Linked DNA regions of Mus musculus: all the other regions are linked to region 7. Evidence: chromatin contacts called from public promoter capture Hi-C data. All regions are on one chromosome and are shown on one strand. The core of a region is the stretch at or near the end of the contact, and the rest is flanking DNA. Distances in the headings are between cores, read along the strand shown.

Evidence for each region. Promoter capture Hi-C pulls out the DNA fragments that hold promoters and counts their contacts.
Region 1: a promoter capture Hi-C map of cranial neural crest shows a contact between it and region 7. A contact is called at or near these places in 13 of 39 promoter capture datasets (the 3T3-L1 cell line, the HPC-7 cell line, cranial neural crest and 8 more), 1 of 484 Hi-C or Micro-C datasets (uterus), 4 of 130 datasets of targeted methods (astrocytes, embryonic forebrain, embryonic midbrain and 1 more) and 3 of 9 other capture datasets (adipose tissue, liver and pancreatic islet).
Region 2: a promoter capture Hi-C map of hippocampal neurons shows a contact between it and region 7, with 2.0 times the contacts expected there. A contact is called at or near these places in 3 of 39 promoter capture datasets (the 3T3-L1 cell line, cranial neural crest and hippocampal neurons), 1 of 484 Hi-C or Micro-C datasets (B cells), 1 of 130 datasets of targeted methods (astrocytes) and 1 of 9 other capture datasets (adipose tissue).
Region 3: a promoter capture Hi-C map of the HPC-7 cell line shows a contact between it and region 7. A contact is called at or near these places in 6 of 39 promoter capture datasets (the 3T3-L1 cell line, the C10 cell line, the HPC-7 cell line and 2 more).
Region 4: a promoter capture Hi-C map of liver shows a contact between it and region 7, with 2.6 times the contacts expected there. A contact is called at or near these places in 2 of 39 promoter capture datasets (the C10 cell line and liver).
Region 5: a contact with region 7 is called in a promoter capture Hi-C map of the HPC-7 cell line, with 4 times the contacts expected there. A contact is called at or near these places in 9 of 39 promoter capture datasets (the 3T3-L1 cell line, the HPC-7 cell line, cranial neural crest and 5 more), 1 of 130 datasets of targeted methods (astrocytes) and 2 of 9 other capture datasets (adipose tissue and liver).
Region 6: a contact with region 7 is called in a promoter capture Hi-C map of maxillary cranial neural crest. A contact is called at or near these places in 3 of 39 promoter capture datasets (the 3T3-L1 cell line, hippocampal neurons and maxillary cranial neural crest), 1 of 130 datasets of targeted methods (astrocytes) and 1 of 9 other capture datasets (adipose tissue).

Annotation. Positions count from the first base shown.
Region 1 is chr19:10,602,893-10,605,819 of GRCm38.p6, reverse strand. Tkfc (triokinase, FMN cyclase) reads left to right here and starts at 1,562. Exons shown (of 17, transcript NM_145496.1): 1 at 1,562-1,652. The coding sequence starts at 1,650. It overlaps Ddb1 (damage specific DNA binding protein 1), which reads right to left and starts at 223. Exons shown (of 27, transcript NM_015735.2): 1 at 54-223. The coding sequence starts at 114.
Region 2 is chr19:10,687,324-10,690,106 of GRCm38.p6, reverse strand. Vps37c (vacuolar protein sorting 37C) reads right to left here and starts at 1,372. Exons shown (of 5, transcript NM_181403.3): 1 at 1,128-1,372.
Region 3 is chr19:7,018,093-7,020,978 of GRCm38.p6, reverse strand. It overlaps Fermt3 (fermitin family member 3), which reads left to right and starts at 1,510. Exons shown (of 15, transcript NM_153795.2): 1 at 1,510-1,701; 2 at 2,140-2,313. The coding sequence starts at 2,154. It overlaps Stip1 (stress-induced phosphoprotein 1), which reads left to right. Exons shown (of 14, transcript NM_016737.2): 14 at 1-283.
Region 4 is chr19:6,920,455-6,923,154 of GRCm38.p6, reverse strand. Esrra (estrogen related receptor, alpha) reads left to right here and starts at 1,347. Exons shown (of 7, transcript NM_007953.2): 1 at 1,347-1,533. It overlaps Catsperz (cation channel sperm associated auxiliary subunit zeta), which reads left to right. Exons shown (of 5, transcript NM_001039494.2): 5 at 495-729. The coding sequence ends at 604.
Region 5 is chr19:10,576,038-10,578,913 of GRCm38.p6, reverse strand. Tmem138 (transmembrane protein 138) reads left to right here and starts at 1,528. Exons shown (of 5, transcript NM_028411.4): 1 at 1,528-1,830. It overlaps Cyb561a3 (cytochrome b561 family, member A3), which reads right to left and starts at 1,757. Exons shown (of 8, transcript NM_201351.2): 1 at 831-1,757.
Region 6 is chr19:10,554,158-10,557,048 of GRCm38.p6, reverse strand. Tmem216 (transmembrane protein 216) reads left to right here and starts at 1,286. Exons shown (of 5, transcript NM_001277860.1): 1 at 1,286-1,336; 2 at 1,885-1,986; 3 at 2,428-2,520. The coding sequence starts at 1,324.
Region 7 is chr19:8,722,153-8,724,852 of GRCm38.p6, reverse strand. It overlaps Snhg1 (small nucleolar RNA host gene 1), which reads right to left and starts at 1,366. Exons shown (of 10, transcript NR_002896.3): 1 at 1,347-1,366; 2 at 664-712; 3 at 370-450; 4 at 132-181. LOC115489078 (a small nucleolar RNA gene) reads right to left here and starts at 860; the gene lies at 789-860. LOC115489084 (a small nucleolar RNA gene) reads right to left here and starts at 602; the gene lies at 528-602. LOC115489083 (a small nucleolar RNA gene) reads right to left here and starts at 321; the gene lies at 252-321. It also overlaps a transcript of Slc3a2 not described here.

The DNA.
Region 1 (2,927 bases), core at 313-2,812, 1.9 Mb before region 7:
CCCTAGGCCTGGGATCCCTCCCTTGCCCGGGTCTCCGGCCGGGGCAATCTCACCGGTCACACAGCCGTTCACTGCAGTAGGCTTCTGCGCCGTTACGACGTAGTTGTACGACATATTGAGGCCTTGGGTTGGCCCGTGGGGCGCCTAGAGCGACGATAGAGAGACGGGCGCGAGCGAAGAGACTGAGAACCCCCACCCTCACGCAGCCAACTCCGTGGCTGCTGCCTCCGCCCCTGAGACACGTTGCAGGCCAGAGAGGCCAGGCGCAGAGGATCACGGGACGGCCTCACCTGGCCTCTTGGAGGACTTACGGAGCCCGAGGCGGCCAACCAAGCGAGGCCCCGCCCCCTGAGGTCCCGCCTTCTCCTAACCGCCAGAGGTCGCAGTACCCGGATGAGAGCGAGAGTACCGGTACGCAGGCAGAACTGGCCTCCTCTTTGGTCTGCTACGCCCTAAGTGGCCGCCTGCTGGCTTCCCAGCCCAGATCCGCGCCCCTTCCTCAGATTCTGCCTCCTTCCTTCCTCCATAGCTCCAGGCGTCCTCGGGGTTTTCCCTCTTTTAAAACAGGAAGGGCTGCGGAGGACTAGACTGGGGATAAGAGGTGACCATCTGTGCACATCCCAGAGTAGAATCGTGCTTTCCTTTGCTTAATTCTTCGAGCTCCTCCTGATCCCTCGAATGCCCTCAACTGACTTTAGAACAATCATCCCAGCCTCACACATCACCTGGGGGTGTGTTTGCTCACCTCTTTTAATTTCTCCAGAAACGAAAGGACTCTCCACTAAATTACTTGATAGCACTATTAGTGCCTCTACTGCGATACAAATTCTAAGCTCAAATACAACGCAGGAATTTCACAGGAAGAGCCTAAACACCCAGGTGACTAGTGCAATCAGCCCCGCAGATGCAGGTCCCAGGCTTCATCAGACAGCCTCCATGTCCCCAACCCCAAAGGAGGAGCAGCAGAAGCCTAGTCCTGAAGCATCTCCAGAATGCCGGAGGAGGAGAGCTAACTCCCTATTTTACAAATGAGGCAGAGATCAGTGTAGCTAGGTTTGAACCAGGTGGAACTGAAGATGATTTGTACCTCCCCAGCTGGCACTCGACTTGACTCTGGGAAACTGGTTGACTAAGGGGAAACATTAGGCTTTGTAGCAAGACTAGACATGGGCTCAAGTCCTAACTCTCAGCAACACAATCTTAGACAACTCACTAGAGCTTTCAGTCTGTGTTCCAGAAGTAAAATAGGATCACAGAGCTGACTCACTACTAGTGTGGCCAGCCAGAAAGGTAAAGGTCTTTGTACATTTTCTCCTTCCCAGCTTTAAGCTGGACATGATTCCAAACACTGCCTTCTGGCTAAGTGGGGGTGTGAACTTTGGTCAGTCCCCACGCTCCTCTCCATTCCTAGCCCACGAACTAGAGTTTGGACTTGGATCAAAGTCTGAGGCAGCTCCCTAATTCTTAAGGCACAGGCACGGGAGGCATGACATTGCCAATCGGCTGCCCATACCTTCAGCAACTCAAGTCCTTTCCACTCCTGCAGGTGCTGCTGTCTCTACTTCAGACCTGGTAGCAGTCAGGACCGTCCACCCGGCGGCATCTCAGAGCAGAAGTGTGAGCTCAGCTTGTTTCAGAACTTTCCCACCATGGTGAGTCCTGTGGGAGCCACAATAGAGGGACGACCATGGGGAACCCCACTCTGGACACCCGGACTCTCTCTAGTCCCCATCTGAGACGATGCTGCCTCTTGGGGTTCAGAAGACAAGAATTTCATTTTGTATCTCCAGCTTAATCCCCGTTCCCTTTCCTGTGGGCGGGGCACTGGGCCAAGCCAGGTCTGAGGTTAACCTGAGGCACCCTGAAACCCCTATGGCTAGGATCTCAGGCACGCATTTAGATCAGAACAACAAGTTACTTGCTGTGTGATAAGTCACTTTGCTAGTCAAGGAGGGAACCTGGAGGAATGATCGGGCCCTTGTTCCTCAGCCTGGGCATGTGTGGGCTGCTCCCAGAGCAGGGAACTGCAATGTGGGAGGCTCTCAGTGTCCCCGGGGTTTGCTTTAAAACTGATCTTGAACAGATCTGGGCTCGATTTCAGCCTCGTGCCCATCACTGTGTTACTACTATGCCAAAGGCTTCACTTCTCCGGGTCTCTCCTCTCGCCAACCTCATCTGCAGTATGGCAGACTAAGACCTGCTAGCACATGGCCTGGCCGCACAGTGTTGATCAGACTAGAATCCTAGTGGCCTAGTCTGTACCTCCCCTTTCTTGCCTTTCCTTTCCCTTGTGTTACTGGGAAACAGGCATGGCTCTGGTGCAGGAATGATTGGGAATCTCTTGGAGGGAGACTCAGTGATCCCTCTTTCCCCACCCTGTGCCTGTGACTTCAGCCACTTGGGAAAACAGCATGTGGCTGGGATGAACCTGGAGGGTCTAGGCACTGGCTGGCTGTGTGACTTTGTGCACAGTCATTTGTTGTGCTTCAGTTTTCTGCTGTTTGTACTAATCTTACCTCCAAAGGGTTATTGGGGAAATTAAATTAGACATATTCATACTTAGAAATGGGTCTGGCTCTTAGTGCGTAAGAAATGGAGCTCATTTTATTCTGCTTGTTGTCTGTTGACCTAGGCCACTCTCGTCATCCTTAAGTAGGTGTTATGGCCTTGGCCCTTGTTAAATGAAGGAAAGCCTGGCAGGAAGACATCAGCGCTTCATTTTGCATAAAGGCTCAGAAAAAAGAGGCAGGAAGTGTGTTTTGCGGAGACCTGGGTCAGGCTGCGATCACTAGGTGGCGCCAGCAGTCTCTTCTGGATCCACTTTGAGGCTCGCTCTTCCTGCCTCCTGAGGACAAAGGCTGCTGGCTACATCCCATCCCGGAACAGTTATTTAGCTAGCTCCAGCTTTTCAAAGCCTGTTCACAAAA
Region 2 (2,783 bases), core at 123-2,622, 2.0 Mb before region 7:
GACAGCCACACAAGCAATCAGAACTACTGCTTGGCAAAACAGCAACAGAAAACAGCCCCACTGAAGCACTCCATCATGTTTTCTACTTAATGGAAATTACAAAGGCACTGGGCCAGATTTCCAAGACAATCTTACGAAAAAGGCTTTTTTTTTTTTCTGGGCACTATGACTGCCAAGAACAAAGACTCATTTCAGAGTCCACCATTTCACCCAGCAGCCCTCAGTTCCACAATCCCCAGATCAGGGCCCTCCCTGGGCCCCAAGCAAAGAAGAGTCTTTCCCTTCTAAGTCCCTCTATCACCACCATTTCTAGCTGCAGGACTGACAGTCACTGAATGTGGAGTGGCACGCTATTGGTAGAGACACCTGGAAAATATGCAGGGAGCGATGAAGGAGCCCTGGTATCCGTGAAGTTTCTTGGCTCAAGGTGGCTAGCCCAAATCTGATTGACAAGGTATAGGCTGGACTCAAGAAATGTGACCCTGATGATAGTCCACTCTACCAGTAACTCAAACACATCTCTGGGAATGTCTTGGCCCACCAAAAAAAAGTGAAAGAACACCCCTAAACGGCTGTGAGGGGAGAAACAAAGCAGAACCAGGCACATGCTGGGACCATACACCTGGAAGGCCCAGAAGTAAGGATGGCTCAGCCATGCTGGACAGTTCAAGTCGGGGTCCAGAAGAAAGGGGAAGAACCCTTACCTATTGCTAACCTGGGGAATGATACAGGCCAGCAAGACAAAGGCCAGAGTCCCTCTAACTCCACTATATCGCAGGGGCAAGTCAGAATACACACAGGCCTCAGTTTCCCAATCCGTACAAGGGGCAAAGAGGCTCTTAATGACACAAAGGCCACAAGGTACTCCTACAGAGGGTGAAGGGTTGCGTGGCGTTAGCGGATAGGTGGGAGGGGGCGGGGCTGAGGCGACCGGCGAGGACAGCCTCCCACCGTCCATCCCTCCCACCCCACTGCAGGGGCGCAGGCCCGCGGGGAGTCACGCGCCCATCGCGCCCAATCGCCGGCTTCGGCCAGGAAACCCATCTCTGAGTTCGCCGGCAACGCCCCCGGCACGGTAGGCCGCTGCCCGCCGCCGCCCGAGACCTTCCCCAGCGGCGCTCACCTACCGGGGCCGCCGCTACCGCGGGCAATCAGCCGCTGCCCGCACTTCCGGGATCCACGAGCCCCGCCTCTACCGGATGTGACTTACTCCCGCGTCCAGCTGAGAACGAGCCGCACTGCCCCTCCGCCGCGCCCCGAGTGTCCTGCCTTGTAGGCCTAGGGGTGGCCACGATACCTGCACTCAGACGCTGGTGGCTTCAGGCGCCACACCCGCGGAAGGCCACTCGGCCCCGCCCGCGCGGGGGAAGGCACCACCCCTAGCCCCGCCCCCGCCGTAGGACTCCGCCCATTGCGAGTACGCCTGCGCAGACTTGCAGGCGTCCCTTCGTTTGCTCTGAATATCCTGAGACAAGCGTGGAACTTCCAAAGGGAGGCTCCAGATGGGCTCTTATTGCACCACGGTATCCCCGGCCTGCTGCGCACACTCCTTTTTATAGTTTGGCCTCAGGACTAGAATGGCTGCGGTCCTGAGTCCCCTTCAGACACTGCTAACAGCTCTGAGCTTTCCTAAAAAATCACCCTTTGTCAGGACCGTAGATTGCTCTTACTCGTCTGTAGATGAGTGTGTAAGCGTCAGACTTGATCCATCCTCACTCGCCCAGAGTGACAAGCCTCAGGAAGGGATGGAAACAAACCAGCCCTGAGAGGTGAACGCCATTCCACTTTGGCTGCAGTGGTTAGATTAGCTTCCAGCCTAAGAAAACCCTGCCACCCTTTGTTATACATTAGAACTTTTGTTGCTAGTGGCAGAGACCAGCACAAATTGGCCTCTTCAAAATGGTAATTGCTGGGTCATACAACGAGAAGTCCAAAGGCCCTAAGTGATACCAGGCTCAGTGTCAGAGGCCTCCACCTTCACTTGACTCTGACTTCTGTCCACCCAAAATGGATCTCACCTCAAAGAGAAGGAGAGAGCCAAGAAAGAGTGACCATGACATGGGACACAGGTTCAGGTTGCCTTAAATAACATGTTCCAATGTAAAAGTGCTTTTGTGAAGTCTGTACAGTAACAGAATAAGGCTACCCCAAGGCATTTTACAAATACATTGCTGGGACCATCAGGCCAGTGGGTAATGAGAAATTAGGGAAAATCTCTGTTTGGGTCTGAGGTGCTATTTGATTACATTTTAGCTTTGGGGTCTGCTGAGTTAGTGCATCCCAAAAGGTTTACCCGATAATCACATTGATATGAGGTAAGGCACAGAAGTGAGCAACATTTATTAAGGAGAATAACAATAATTATCAGTTAATTGGACCCTGTAACATCCCAGCTTTCCACAATCAAGAAGTTCTAATCAGTCAACAGAGTTGCAATTTTATTTATTTATTTATTTATTTATTTTTGAGGGGGGACTTCCATCTTGTAAGTTTCTCTTTTGGGTCATCGAATTTCATCAAGATCTCCCACTTTTTCTATTTCATATTCTAGATCTAAAATGATCATCATTGTCCCCATTGGTCAGAACTCCCTCCCCTTTACTACCTCATGGGGTCCCTGGGTACTCAGGTCTCAAGTCCCCTGTGCTGTCCTAGAACTCTCAAAGTAGTCAAGAGTAAGCTCTCACCTCTACCTGGCAAGTGCACAGTGTTATGCTGTGCTGGAGACACAACCCAGGCCCTGCACACACACACTCTCCCCTACCTCTAGCACAGCTACTACA
Region 3 (2,886 bases), core at 261-2,760, 1.7 Mb after region 7:
AGGAAGACAGACTCATCCAGCGCCACCTCGGGCCCTCCCAGCACACGCATGGTCTCTTCACTGCTGCCCTCAATCCGAGTGTCCTTCCCTGCCCAGTCCTAGCCTCCCCGTCACTGTCTCGGCTGCTCCCCCATAGTTGGTTATTTTTTATTTGGGGCAGTGGGTGCATACGGGGAGGGGAGGGTGTTCTTCCCAACCTAGGGTCCCAGCTGTCTTCACCTGTTCTTACCCACGTCCCTCCTCAATAAAGAAGCCAGTCAGGCGTGGTTATATGTTGCTACGGTCTCCAGTGACTTTCTTCTCTTAAGACACAGTAGTGCTGAATTGGAAGCCAACACAAAGCCTTTTCTTGATGGCCTTGAAAGAAAGGTCGCTGAAGAGTGAGCTGTTTGCTTTGTCAGGGTGGCCACTAGGTGGAAGTGTCGCTCAACAACTGATGACCTACCTGCATTCTGATCAGCTTTGGGTTGATGTTCTGTGCAGTGCAGTCTTAGAGTGAACCTGCTAGGTCAACACTAGAACCTAACCTAGACTCAAGGTGGGTCAGAAAGCAGGCCTGAGACTAATACTGACAACAGCTCCTGCTGCTCCAATCCTGAGCTCCACACCACTATCTTCCTCCCACACTGTGACCAACACTGAACTTCCTCATTTGCTCCCAAAAGACTGCTTCCTGGGCTAGCAAGATGCTGAGTCCAGCACCAGGCTGTACTATGTCTTACGTTAGCCTAAACTAGCTTCCTGTCCCAACCCCAGGACTCCTCAGAGCAGCCTCTCCTAGTCACACTTAAAAAGCCTTACCTTGGGAGGAGAGGTTGGCACATACCCTTAATCCCAGCACTTGGGGCAGAGCAGGCAGATCTCTGAGTTCAAGGCCAGCCTGGTCTGCAGAGTGAGTTCTGGGACAGCCAAGGCTACACAGAAACCCTTTCTGAAAAAAGAAAAAACCACGTCCATTAATGGTAGGCTGCTGCCCTGAAAAGTCTACGTTCCTGCTCAGTTCCTTAGAGCAATTTGCATCCCAGTGCCTGGCATGGACATGAGGCTGTTGGACCACCAGAACCCTCTAAAGAGACGGGATAAAGGGTCCTGGAGGAAATCACATTGAGGTTTTATGAGGCAGAGAGGCTCTAGCATGTCACTGGACAGATTTAAGGCTGGTAGGTTTGGAAACAAGTCCTGTTTAAAGGTGGGAAGGACTTCACTGCTGACTGTAGACAGTCCCACTAAGAGCAGGCTGGAGCCGGGCAGTGGTGGCGCACCCAGCACCACCAGGGCCAGGTGGATTTCTGAGTTCGAGGCCAGCCTTGTCTACAGAGTGAGTTCCAAGACAGCCAGGGCTATACAGAGAAACCCTGTCTTGAACAACAACAAAAAATAATAATAAAAGAAAAAAGCAGGCTGGAGGTGCAACCAGTAGATGCCTGGGGGTGGGGTAAAGAGAACTTTGTGGTGTCACCCCAGCACTGTTCTTCCCTCATTTCCTGTGGTAACAAAAGCAAGGGCCCCGTGGAGCCCTCTGCGTGCTGGCAGTGTGCTTCCTGTACCCAGCAACAGCCCGCCCTGGGGAGGGACTAGTACAACTTTCATGATAAGGCCACTACAGGCTGACCTCTGAAGGAAGCAACTGAGCAGGACCAGGCCAGACCAGGGTAACAGGTGTCCCACTGCCACCTGCAGCTGCAGCCCGTTGCAGGCTAGGTAAGTGAAAGACCCAGGAGGACTCACTTGTCCCCTGCTCCGCCATTCTGTGCAGAGCAGCCACACTTGCCACCACCCTAGAGGCTTGGGTTAGAGTACTGGCTGTGAGCTGTGGGCCAGGACTTGTTTCTGAGATAGGTGGGCCTGGCAGAACTGTGAGTAGGAGAGTTGACCTGTTCTGGTACCTAGCAGGGTACTTTACAATGAGTATTGGGCCTTGGTGTCCCCACCTGTGAAACCTGAATTGGCAGGACAACGTGGACTCTAAGGAACTGTCTCTTCAGCCCAAACACTTAGGATAGTAAGAGGGTTTTATATTGACTGGATCACAGTAGCTCTCTGTACCAGTGTCCCCAAAGCCTACCCACCTACCCAGGGTACCCTAGGACTCCTGCTTATTTCTAGGCAGCCCACTGTCTACTCACCTTGTCTCAGCAGAAACAGCCGCAGCCATGGCGGGTATGAAGACAGCCTCCGGGGACTATATCGACTCTTCCTGGGAGCTGAGGGTGTTTGTGGGCGAGGAGGACCCTGAGGCCCAGTCTGTCACACTCCGAGTCACGGGGGAGTCGCACATTGGTGGGGTACTTCTGAAGATCGTGGAGGAAATCAGTGAGTCCCCGTGACCCTATGTATCCAGTCATGACAGCTCTCCCTGGCTTTTCTAGGCCATTCTCGCCTCTACTCATAACCTTGTCACAGTGACTCAGGCAACAGTCTTTAATTATTTGGTTCCAAAGAAGGTATTTCTTCAACTTCCCCTCTCCATACTTCCTCCAGCTCCTACTGGTTCTGTCTAGTCTCCAAGAGACAGACAACATGGTCCCCTGTGTGTCTTGCCTGTGCCGAGGCTTATTATGTTCCTGAGGGATGGCTAGGAGGTTCCTGGGGACCTGGCACCTACTCTCCTAAATTTCCTCCCCAGCAAACCACTTGGCAGGCTGCTGACAGTGGGTGAGAGGCCCTGCCCCCACAGGAAGTTACGGCAGAGTAGGCTAGGGCGATATCAGTCACCCAGAAGGCCCCATGAGGCTTCTCATCAACTTTACCAGCAGAGAATGAGAGTTATCACTTCCTGGGAGGATGGCAGGAAAGCCCCGATAGTCAGAGCCGGAAGACATCCCACCATGAGCTCCCGATAGTCAGAGCCGGAAGACATCCCACCATGAGCTCCCGATAGCCAGA
Region 4 (2,700 bases), core at 98-2,597, 1.8 Mb after region 7:
GAGAGTAGGCACAGGCCGACTCAATGGAGTGAGTGACTCAGAGGACTTAAAATAAGCCCCTTTCTAGCAAGTCTGTTTTCTCTGCTTGTTCAGTGGAGTGACAGCCTTTGGGTAGCTTTGCTTCACTCCCAGGTGTGGGAGCTGTGACACATCGGGATTTTTTTTGGGTAAATGTACTGGATATTGGATTATCTGCGTAACCTTCTGCTCATGGTATATGAGCACATAGAGGGAAGAAAGGGCCAGATAACTAGTTAGAGTGAGCGGCTCAGGAGGAGGTTGGGTCTCACTGCCTCTGTTCAGGCTTGCAGCAACTTCTTCAGCCTTCTTCCCCTCCATTCTTCACATCGCACCTAGGAGACCCAAAATTCCCCAAACTAACACAGATCCAAATCCAGCACTAAATGCCACCTCAAATCACCTGTGGTTCCTCAAATGGGGGAAGCCCTTTGCTGCTGTTCATGGCCCTGAGCTCAGCTCTTCCCTCTCCCTAGCATATAGGTCCACGATTGGCAGGAACCACTTCATGACTAAAGAGCTGCAGGGATACATCGAAGGGATCAGGAAGCGCAGGAACAAGAGGCTGTACTTTTTGGATCAGTGAACCTCCAGCTCAAGTGGCCGACGAGACGTCCGCTCCGTGTCCTTTCCGGTCCCTCGAACCCAAGCTCAACCTCATCTGCATGGAATTTGAATCCTAGAGAAATTAAAGAGTCTATGCATGGTCCCAGAGTCAGTGCGTGGCTGCTTGCGTGAGGCGGACGCACGTGGCCCCGCCTTTCCCCGTGACCTTCATTCGGTCACCGCAGTGACCTTGAGTTTTGTCCGCTCGTGTCTCACCTCTGCCTTTGAGGAACTCGCAAACCAGGGCTACTTGCATGTTTTAGGTCTGCTTCTCCACTTGAGGGTCCTCAGGGGTGCTGATCTACCAAATCTGTCAAGTGTCCCATCAACATAATGGGGTGGGGTGGGGAGCAGCACCCTGTTAGGCCCCACCCCTTATGCATATGCAGTTACATAAACCCGCCTTTCATTTACATACACGTTCAACGCCCTCACAGAGTGAGTTCACTGAACAGCTACGCCCACTCTTATAAGGCAGAGCACCGCCCTCCTTCGTGATGCAAGGGTGCTCCGGCTTCTCTCCCGCACCAGTTCCTAGTCTTCGCTCCTCCCCTAGGTTCAGGCCCCGCCCACAGGAGGCCGCGCACGCGTGTGTATCGACAAGGCCTGCCCGCTGTCCTCCGGGTACGCAGGCGCCGCCGCCTCCCTCGGATATTAGCATAGGGCACCTGGCCCCACCCCCTGTTTTGCATGCGCAGGCCGGCCCCGCCTCCGCTGTCAGCTGGAGGAAGCGGAGTAGGAAGCAGCCGCGATGTCCTTTTGTGTCCTACAAGCAGCCAGCGGCGCCGCCGAGTGAGGGGGGACGCAGCGCGGCGGGGCGGTGCGGCCGGAGGAGGCGGCCCCCGCTCACCCCGGCGCTCCGGGCCGCTCGGCCCCCATGCCTGCCCGCCAGCCCTGCCGGAGCCCAAGGTCCGGGGGCGGAGGGGAAGGCGGCCGCGGGGGTGGGCGGGCGCGGCGGGGGCCATGTGCAAGCGCGGGCGGGGGGCGGGCTGCGGGCGGGGTCGCGCCTGGTGCGTCGGCCGGGTCAGGACTGGCTTCAGGTCCTGGCCTCCAGTTAGCCTCGGGCCTTGGAGCGAGTCCCCGGGCAGCGTTCAGATCGATCCTTGAGCATTGCGGGAGTCCTCGGGGTGGGCTGGAATTGAAAGGGTCCCTTGAGGCCACGTGGGGGCGCTTGCAGGGGCTTTGGGCCACCCTCCTCTCTGGGTCATAGGTCATCGTAGCGCGAGGGAGAACTTCTTCCTTGTCGCCTCTTCTTACTTCCTGATAACCTGATAGAAGTCCCCCGCGGGCAATGGGGGGAGGGGAGATTAGTAACTTCAGGCAACTTCCCATAGGTGTGCGCAGGTTAATGGGGGGTGGGGGGCGGCCCTGGAGGTCGCGAGAGGTGGTGAACTCTGCGGTAGCTGGAGTGTAAGAATGAACCTTGCAGGTTTGGGGTGCAAAAGAGGTGGAGCCGCGCCCTGCACGGCGTGGCTGGACTGGGCTTGCTAAAGCTGGAGGGGGTGGCGTGTCAGAGGTGAGAGACTCCCTTACAAGAGTGTGGTGAGGGATTAGAAGACTTGAGTGTGAGTTTGCTTATTGAGTGTGCTCTTTTGCTGGGAGTATGTGAGAACTTGGGACTGGTTAAAGGCCATGTGTGAGTGGAAGGTTCCCAGGAGAGTGTGAGCATGTGTGGACATGTGGAAACTCCTGAGAGAGTGGCCATATCCTTTGCCTCCGCCCCCCTTGGCCCCCCTTAGCCCCCTCCCGGTTCCTCAGTATGCTCTTGAATACTTGAGAGTACCTCCTGGAGTACATCTGGAGAAAACTGAGGAGAGGATCATGCTTATGCTCGGGGTTGAGAGTTGCCTGCAGGTTGAGGTTAGCCTGCTTCCTGGCTTGGGTGGGAGCTAGACTTGCCAAGCCGCTCCCAGGTTCCCAAGAGGAAGACCTGCTGTCAGTTACTGGCCTCAGAGGCTCTGGAGACTCTGTTCCCATGGCGACAGCTGGGGGCCCTCTTCATGGGCAGCCCTTCCTTGGACTCTGCCTCCTCCTTCTCCTTGGCTGAGCCTGGAAGCCTGGCTTAGTCCCAGTGTT
Region 5 (2,876 bases), core at 279-2,778, 1.9 Mb before region 7:
CCCGCATCACTCCAGTTACAAGTCCTGGACTAGCACTTTGCCACAGGCTTAGAACAGATGGGACACTTTTCTGACAGAAGGCCGGAAAGTTAGTTACATTGCTGTCTACAGTTCACAAATAAGCCCTCTCTTTTCCTAAAATAGCAAAAGCAAGGAAAAGAACGCAGGCAAAGGCTGAGACTACGCTCTCACTTGCACTGAGAGAGCAGTTTGTACTAAGACACCAGACATGCTCACCACTGCCGGGTCTCCTGTCCTTGCTTGGCTGAGCCCCATGCTCAAGGAGGGAGTCCACAGACTCTTTAGGCTGTTTGGGCTTGAAGCCTCTGTCACAACTATATTCATTCTTGGCTGGTGTAATATAAGAGTAGCCAGGAAGGGTATCTCAACAAATGAGCATGGCTGTGCCTCGTTAACACCACAGACACTGATGTCTAAGTTTTACATGATTTTCACATTTCACACAATATGATCCCTCTGCCCCAATAGTTTAAATATGTAAAAGCCACTCAGGGTTAGATGTATGGGGTGTAGTTTATCTACCTTGATTTAAGAAGTGTACCGAACCTCTATTTAATGTTTTCCTCAATTCACTGGCTAAAGGATTCTCATAGGCTGAGCTAAAACAGAATCAGTCCCTGGGTTAAGAAGTGAACCTTCCATTACTCTCAGGAAAAGGCTGTACTCCAAACACAGTTACTTTTAGAAGTTAGAGCTACAAACAAAAAGACCAAAGGGCAGAGTTAGTTGTTTCCTCCTCAAAGACGGAGGGACACTAAGAATTCTGGGGACCAGATTTAGAGTGCAAATCCTATAAACCTGCATCTTACAATTCAAAAGTACTGCAGCGCCGGGATCCAAAGAAGAGTAACTCGGTCAGGCAAATGGCAAGCCTGGTACAGGCACCCAGTTCCTGTGTTCAGTTCCCAGAACTCATTTCCAAAGGCAGCCCCTCCAAACGGCAGGACTCAGGAGTGAGTGACAAATAATATTCCACTCAGGAGTGTGAATAAAGTCCACCTTAGCACAAGTGCTCACAGACCGGTCCTTCGTCCTTCGGACAGTCAGATTTACTCCAGGTGCAAGGGGGGTATGACGGTGACTCCTTTAGTCAGGTTGGTTCTAGCAAGTCTTAGATGAGACGCCTTTTGAAAAGCGTGAGAGCCTCTACGAACACCACCTGCGGTATGGAAGGGGCACGGAAAAGTGTCCAATTCTTACGAGGAAAAATAGGCTGAACGCCGAGGTAAGACAGAGCGAAGCAAGGAAGCGGCGGAACCACCACTGGAACCCATAACCCGGCTCTCCCAGCCCGGGTTCTATCCCACCCTTAGCCACACAGTGGGACACCTTGGGGGCAGGTCTCTGGGACCCGCCGGTCAGCGAGAGCTGCCACTCCCTAGGCTCCTCTTGAACCTCGGAGAACTGACTTTCCAGCAAGTCTGCAGACCACGGCATCCGCTACAGAGGGCGCTAAGTGAGATTTTTATAGGCTCGGCCACTTCCGGGGGTGAGCTGGGGCGTCTGGGAAATGGGGTTTGCAAGCTAAGGGGCGCGTTCCTGAGCGGTCCGATTCCTAGGAGCGCTGCGTCCTATCAGCCTTGTCTCTAACCACAGACCCCGTCCAGAGACAGGTGAAATGCTGGGGTTAACAACCTCACGCTAGGGTCGGCCCTCAGCGAGGCAAGATAGAAGAACCGGTCACAGGGAGAGCCTGAGAAAGCAAAGACCCTAACATGGCGGGCAATTAGCAATCTACTTCCGGAATTTAAAGCCAGCTTCCGGAAGCCGAGCGAGTGTTCCCATGACAACCGACGTCGGTTCCTTGAGGTGCGTGTAGATGCTGGGGATCATAGAGTGGCTGGAAGTCAGAATTTTGTGTTGCTATTGCTTTTGCTATGAGTCTTTTGCCGAGGCCTTTCGGTCTGTGAGCGGATTGGGACTGGTGAGGAAAACCGTGTTAAACTGGAGGGTGCTCGACCGCGTAGCCAGAGCGAGGGGCGTTTCTGCCTAACGGATGCCCTTGGTAGAGCCTTACCAAGTGGTGCGTTTGACTCTACTCATTTGCGAGCTGGAGGAAATGACTCTATTTATGCGTCCTTGCCTATAGCCAGGGGATAATTCTTTCCTACCTTGCAGATTGTTATGAGGATTAAAGTAAATTCTCTTGGTTAACAAGATTATCATGGCGCTGGTACCTAGAGAGATATTGTGTGAAAACTCAAGCCCAGAGAAGTTACATTCATATATTTAAAGAGAGAGAGAGAGAGAGAGAGAGAGAGAGAGAGAGAAAGAAAAGAAAAGAAAACCACGGGGCTTTTCCACCGCGGAAGGTGGACGGGTTCCGGACCCCTCAGAACCTTTGCAAAATGAGGGTTATATGCACTAAAATGGCTGCTTTTCAAGTCCAGGGATCAAGTAAAGTTATAAATATGCTCCCCTCACTTGCTGCCTCAGTGTTTCTGTCATAACCTTTATAAAGTTCCTCTAGGAGAGTACTTTGTCTTCTCAACTCCTTCTGTATGTGACACTGTCCATTTCTATGAGGACATATTTCTCACCTACTTAGATAGCACTCTATAAATTATGAAATAGGCTGGTTGTATAGTGCCTCTTAGAATACCACTCTGCCACCTACCAGCTGTGGAATCTTGGTCTAATTAGTTACCTTTGCTGAGCCTCAGTTTTCTCATCTAGGAATTGAGGGAAATAAGAATTGATTTTCTACCTTATGAGGTTATTATAAGATTTTAATAACATCTGTGATTGAAACAGTTCCTAGAGTGTTGCATGAAATATATAAGGGTTTTATTTACTACCATTACTACTATTATGTGACCAGGCTGTCACTGCTCTGTAGTAACCCTAAATATTCT
Region 6 (2,891 bases), core at 37-2,536, 1.8 Mb before region 7:
GAAACAGCATCATTTTCTTAACCAACCAGGTGATATTAAGGCTATAGATTATATCATCTCTGTTGACAATGGGTAAACTTTTCACTGTAGCATGAGAACTATATGTGTATACAATATCAAAATGTTTAGGCAGAGTGATTTAAGACCCATAATTTACAAAAACAAGCAACTGGTCCACCCTCCTTTCCTCTGAGACTCAGAGCAGGGGTGTGTATGAAGGTAGTTCAGATGGGGTGCAGGGACCAGGGCTTTCTCCATCACCTCACCTTGCCGTGGTCCTTTAGTGGGAACTTAGAATTCCATTTAAGACCTGCCAGAACATTGTGACACCCACTTGAAACCCCTGTACTGGACGGGAAGCAGAGGCAGGAGAATTTGAGGCCTGCCTAGCCTACATAGGAGACCTGTCTAGCCAAACTAAACCAGACCTGAATAAGGCAGTGGAAGGCACAAGCAGAAGTGAAGGAGGAAGGAGAGCAGAGGTGGAGGTGGGGAGTGATGGAGGGAGGCTTCTACTTAAATTATTCTCCCGGAGTGAGGACCTGCTTTGAGAAGCAACAATTACTGCCTTTATCCACACTCCTACTAGGTAGGGAAATAGCACTTTCATTACAGGTTACTTACTCTCTCCCGTTATTTGTTGACTGACTGCCATACTCTAAGGGCTGACAGCTGGAGTCTTTTCAGAAATCTTACTCTTTCACCCCCTGCCTGCAACAACACGCTCTTGCTTCAAATTGCGGCCAGGGTTCGTTCATAGCGCAAGCTTGTTGGAAACATTTCTCAATTTCCAACTGGCCAGACGCTGTCTCCTTTCAACACCCTTGCACTCTTTGGGTCGCAGGAGAATCTCATTATAGCACCGCTGTTTTCCCTTGTACTCCTAGAAAGGACATTCTATCTTCAACGGTTTTGGTGTTTACATAGGCTCCAGGTAAGCCTTTTGCACGACAGTGGCATGGGGTGTTTTTAAAAAAAACACATGCAGTAGAAAAGAGAATGGTGGGCGCAGGGCCGATCCTCCAACTACTCGGCCACACCGGGCCACTAACGACCTACGCCATGACGCCGGGGATGGAGAGAGTTCAGCTGGAGAAGTGTTCTGGTCTCTCTGCCGTCGTTTAAAACCCCATCCTCCCCCTAGACCACTGTAGGTGGTTGACGGCTGGCGCTGTTCTGTGCATGGGCGCGGCCGGTGGGGTAACCATAGAGTAGCACCGGCAGGCAGAGCGGCCAGAAGACCGGGCGGCTCGGTGCCGCGCTTCCGGCAGCGCCGCATTGCTCCGGGCGCTGCAGTGTACGCAGTTTCCATGGGGACTGAACATGGCGCCGCGAGGTGAGACTCTGGAGGTGTGTGTCTCTGCCCCTTATCCCACGGGTACCTGCCAGCCCCCTCCACCTCTCTGTCTCCAGAGCTCGACCTAATCCTCCATTTCTAAAAGTCGGGGTCTTACTCTTCACTTGTCTAAATCGGGCTTGGGTTGTTCTGATCACCCCGAGTGCCTGCATGGGTACTCGAATACCGTACTCTTAAAAATCCCCGGCTGGCCCTATTCTGGGATGGCTCAGTTATGAATCCTCCCGCCTTGGACAGAATTAGTTTCTGTGCCTCAATTTCCCCCTCAGAAGTGACAGGGTTGAATATTTGAGGTGCCTCTCAGCTGTGATTATAGCTGAATTGTCAGAGAAGTAGATGTCAAAGTGATTCCTGAGAAAGGAGATTGAAGGCAGTTCCTGCCACACCAACACTCACGTCATTAGCAATCAGAAGTTTCTCCCTCATTCACAATAATCTTGTGATTTCTCCGGATTACAAAGAACCTTCACACAGAACAGAGTAGAGCTCTAGCTGCCCTGCCCATTCTTTGTTTTGCTTTCTTTCAGATAAAAGATTGTCCTCAACCCCCCTGGAAGTCCTGTTCTTTCTGAATGGGTGGTACTATGCTACCTATTTCCTGCTGGAGCTCCTTATTTTCCTGTACAAAGGTAAGCCTGGGCCTATCTGCCTCTGCCCCAGCAACCCTTTTCCACTTTAGCATACTCCAAGAACCTTCTATCTTCTGGTCCTAGCGGCATCTCCATTGCAAGGCAGAAGTCTCTCCAACTAATGGCTTTAGAATGATCAAATAGGATGTCTTTCAGCAAGACTTGAGTTTGAGAAATGTGGGTTTCTCCATCCCAACTCTTTCCCCATCTCTCTTTACTAAAATATTCAGATCTGTGTACCATTATAATTCAGTCATTTGGCAGAGTCAGGACTTGGAAACTTAAAGCCTGTAGCTGTAACAATCTATACCTTGCTGATTTGTGAGATGTTAAGACTGGTTGGTATCCTTGTCCCGGGTTTGTGGCCGTCCATCCTTGTGGGGCCGTGGGGCTGACCGTTAGCTAGGTGGTGTGTGCATACTCTGGCTTTCCCTCCTGTAGGGCTCCTGTTGCCGTACCCAACAGCCAACTTAGTCCTGGATGTGGTGATGCTGCTGCTCTATCTTGGCATTGAAGTCATACGATTGTTTTTCGGTGAGTGTTGTTCAGAAAATATTTCCATTGCTTATGAGACATGCTGGAGCCTGTAACTTGATTAACAAGACAAAGAACCTAGGCTCACTATCAGAGTGGATCTGGTAATGTATATACCATTGCTTCTTCCCTGAGGCTTCAAGCTGCCGCTTCATATTCTAGGTCAAGGTTTACCTGTGTGTTTGTGAGTGAGGCTAGAAGCGGGCAGTAGCACTGATCTTAGACCAGTCCTCCCAGCTGCCTGAGTGCCACAAGAGTGCCTGCGTCTTCTCCTTGCTCTGAGAGAGGAAAGCAGTACATTCCTAAAGAGCTCAAGATCCCCTCCGCTTCTCTAAACAAGGATTTCTCTAGAAGTTCCTAGACACCAGAGA
Region 7 (2,700 bases), core at 117-2,616:
AGAACAAAGGCCTTAACATAATGTGTCCTCTAGAAATACAAATAGTAAGCAGCAAAAAAGTGTTGTGCTGCTTCAATGTCTGTCTTGACTATTTTCCCTAGGGAAACCCTAAGCTCTACTTGGACAATTACCTGCACTCATCCTGGGAGGTAGCTCGAACTCTTCATGTTGTCACAGCACCCTGGAAACAGAGAAACAATGTCATTTTTAAATGTAATCACAGCCACCTCAGCACCTTCTTTCTTCAGCCCATTTCAGTAGTAAGATGACATCATTGCAACTCAGCCATATGCTTGTCATTTACATTGTTCATCATTAAGTGGCCATCTAAATATGTTCCCTAAGGAAGCACCAACCATCAATACCTACCTGACTACAAGCAAAACGTGTTATTTGTAAAATTGAACAGGCCTGGCTCCAAAGTGTAAAGGGCTTTGAGATGAACCACATCTAGAACAGAAAAAAAAAACCCCAAACTTCAATAAAAGACTTTATGCCAAACAATCCAAATACCTGCCACAGATTGTGCTACTCAGAGAATTTTTGTTTTCTCCACTAAACCATCAGAAAGAGAGAGTTCAGTTTTCATATCATCCCCGTAGCACACACACAACTTATACTCAACAACCAAAAAAATCTGGTAAAACCATTAACACTACTTACTCTGAAAAGAGAGCGTACACCCATCCTTTTGTAAGGTGGCACCTCAAACCTGTAGAGAAGTTAGCATCGGGTTACTTCTACACCAAGAAATCTCTAAAGGATGAGAAGGCTGTGATGTAGGGCCAGCCTCCTCAGAGTTACTTATCCTCACAGATATATCAGTACAGGTCTGTGAAAAGGTCCTCATCATAGGGGGTGGCCTTGCACTGCCGCCACCATTTTGTCCTTCACAAAATCCTGTCATCTTTAGGTCTTGAATGCCCTAACATGGTCTCCCCGCTAAGACTACGGAACAGATTACCAAAGTCCACATTTATTAACGCTGCCCACGAGGGTCTTTTAAATCACCAGAAATAAACATTACGTAAGAAAATACAGGCGGCGGTTCACAACAGTGACAGATAGGTGTTTGTGATAAAAGCCAGCCGCAGTTATAGGAAAGCTGATTAAGAGAAAGACAAGAGCCAGGCGTGGTGGCGCACGACTTTAATCGCAGCACTCGGGTGGCAGAGGCAGGCGGATTTTAGTTCGAGGCCACCCTGGTCTATAAAGTGAGTTTCAGCAGGACAGCCAGGACTATACAGAGAAACCCTGTCTCGAAAAACCAAAAAAAAAAAAAAAAAGAGAAAGACAAGAAAAAAACAAAGTGAAAACTACAGCACATAAAGACGTAGAGTACTTACCCCGAACAAGGAAAAATGAGGCCGACAAGAACAACGTGTGGCCTATAAATAGCATCTCGCAAAGGCCCACGGGATTTGGAGGTGGGACTAGGACTCACGCAGGCGCTAAGGTAAGCGGTGTGCGAGCCGGAGGAATTGTGGGTAGAGGAATCCGCCCAAAGGGGCGTGCGGAGAGCTCCGCCTCTGATTTTGCAGCGCGAAAAAGAGGCGCAGGCGCTTTAGGGGAGTGCGACGCTACGCCTTTGGCGCTGCGGCTAGGCGGTTCTTACTCACTGCGGGTAAAACGTCATCGCTGGAGATTTTGGTTCGCGACCCATACAGCTCGACTGTCTGGGTCACAACTACCAATATCCATACGTTGAGGCGATTTCTCACCCTCACTCACGCTAAGCCGCGTGTTGATCCATCTCTATGGATCCTGAACCTACTGAACACTCCACCGACGGTGTCTCGGTTCCCCGCCAGCCGCCCAGCGCGCAGACGGGGCTTGATGTCCAGGTTGTCAGCGCAGCGGGCGACTCAGGTACTGGGCCCTGGGCTGAGCTCGGTTGGATTTTCGCTTCCTTGCATGAAGCCTTTTAGGGAAACCCAGTCGGGACTAGAAGCCCTACGTCATTCTGGAGACCGATTTTTGTGTTTTGCTTCCTGGTCTATTTTCGCCATGTTCTTGGCCCGGATTGAATGAAGTAGGGCCAGCATTTAGATGTCATTTATGGAGCATGTTGCATGTTTTGTTTTTAGCAGTGCTATAGATTAAAGCTGCTGCTATGTGCATGTGTAGATAAGTGCTATACTACTGAGGCTGACAATTCTCCACACAACTGGGCTTACCGTTTAAAGCACCCAATATGAGTTAATATTCCACACTCCTAAAAGTTAGGGATAACCCTCATTTTATGCATGGGTGGTCTTAGATATAAAGAGCTCTGGGGGGAACAATCATTAGAATTTACCAGTTTTCTAAGTCGCAGCTATAGACTGGTTATTGAGAGTGTGCAGTAGCATTATAGTCATATGCATATAGCAAACATCTATATGCAGAAGCTTGCCTTTCGAACAATTATCATTACTCTCATACTAATTGCTCTTCTGCATGACCTCACTTAATAATCCAAGTTGGAAGGTGGTAAGGTACAGTTATGGGTGAGAAGCTCGGGTCCCAGAGAGGTTAAGTCATTTGCTGACTGTTACCCAGATAAACAGTATCAGATCCAAGGTATAAATCCAGGCAGCCTGATTTCAAAATCAGCACTTGCAGAAGACCCTGGTTCAATTCCCAGCTAGTAGCCATCTGCAGTTCCAGTTCCAAGGGATCCAGTACCCACTTCTGGCCTCCATGGGCACCTGACACACA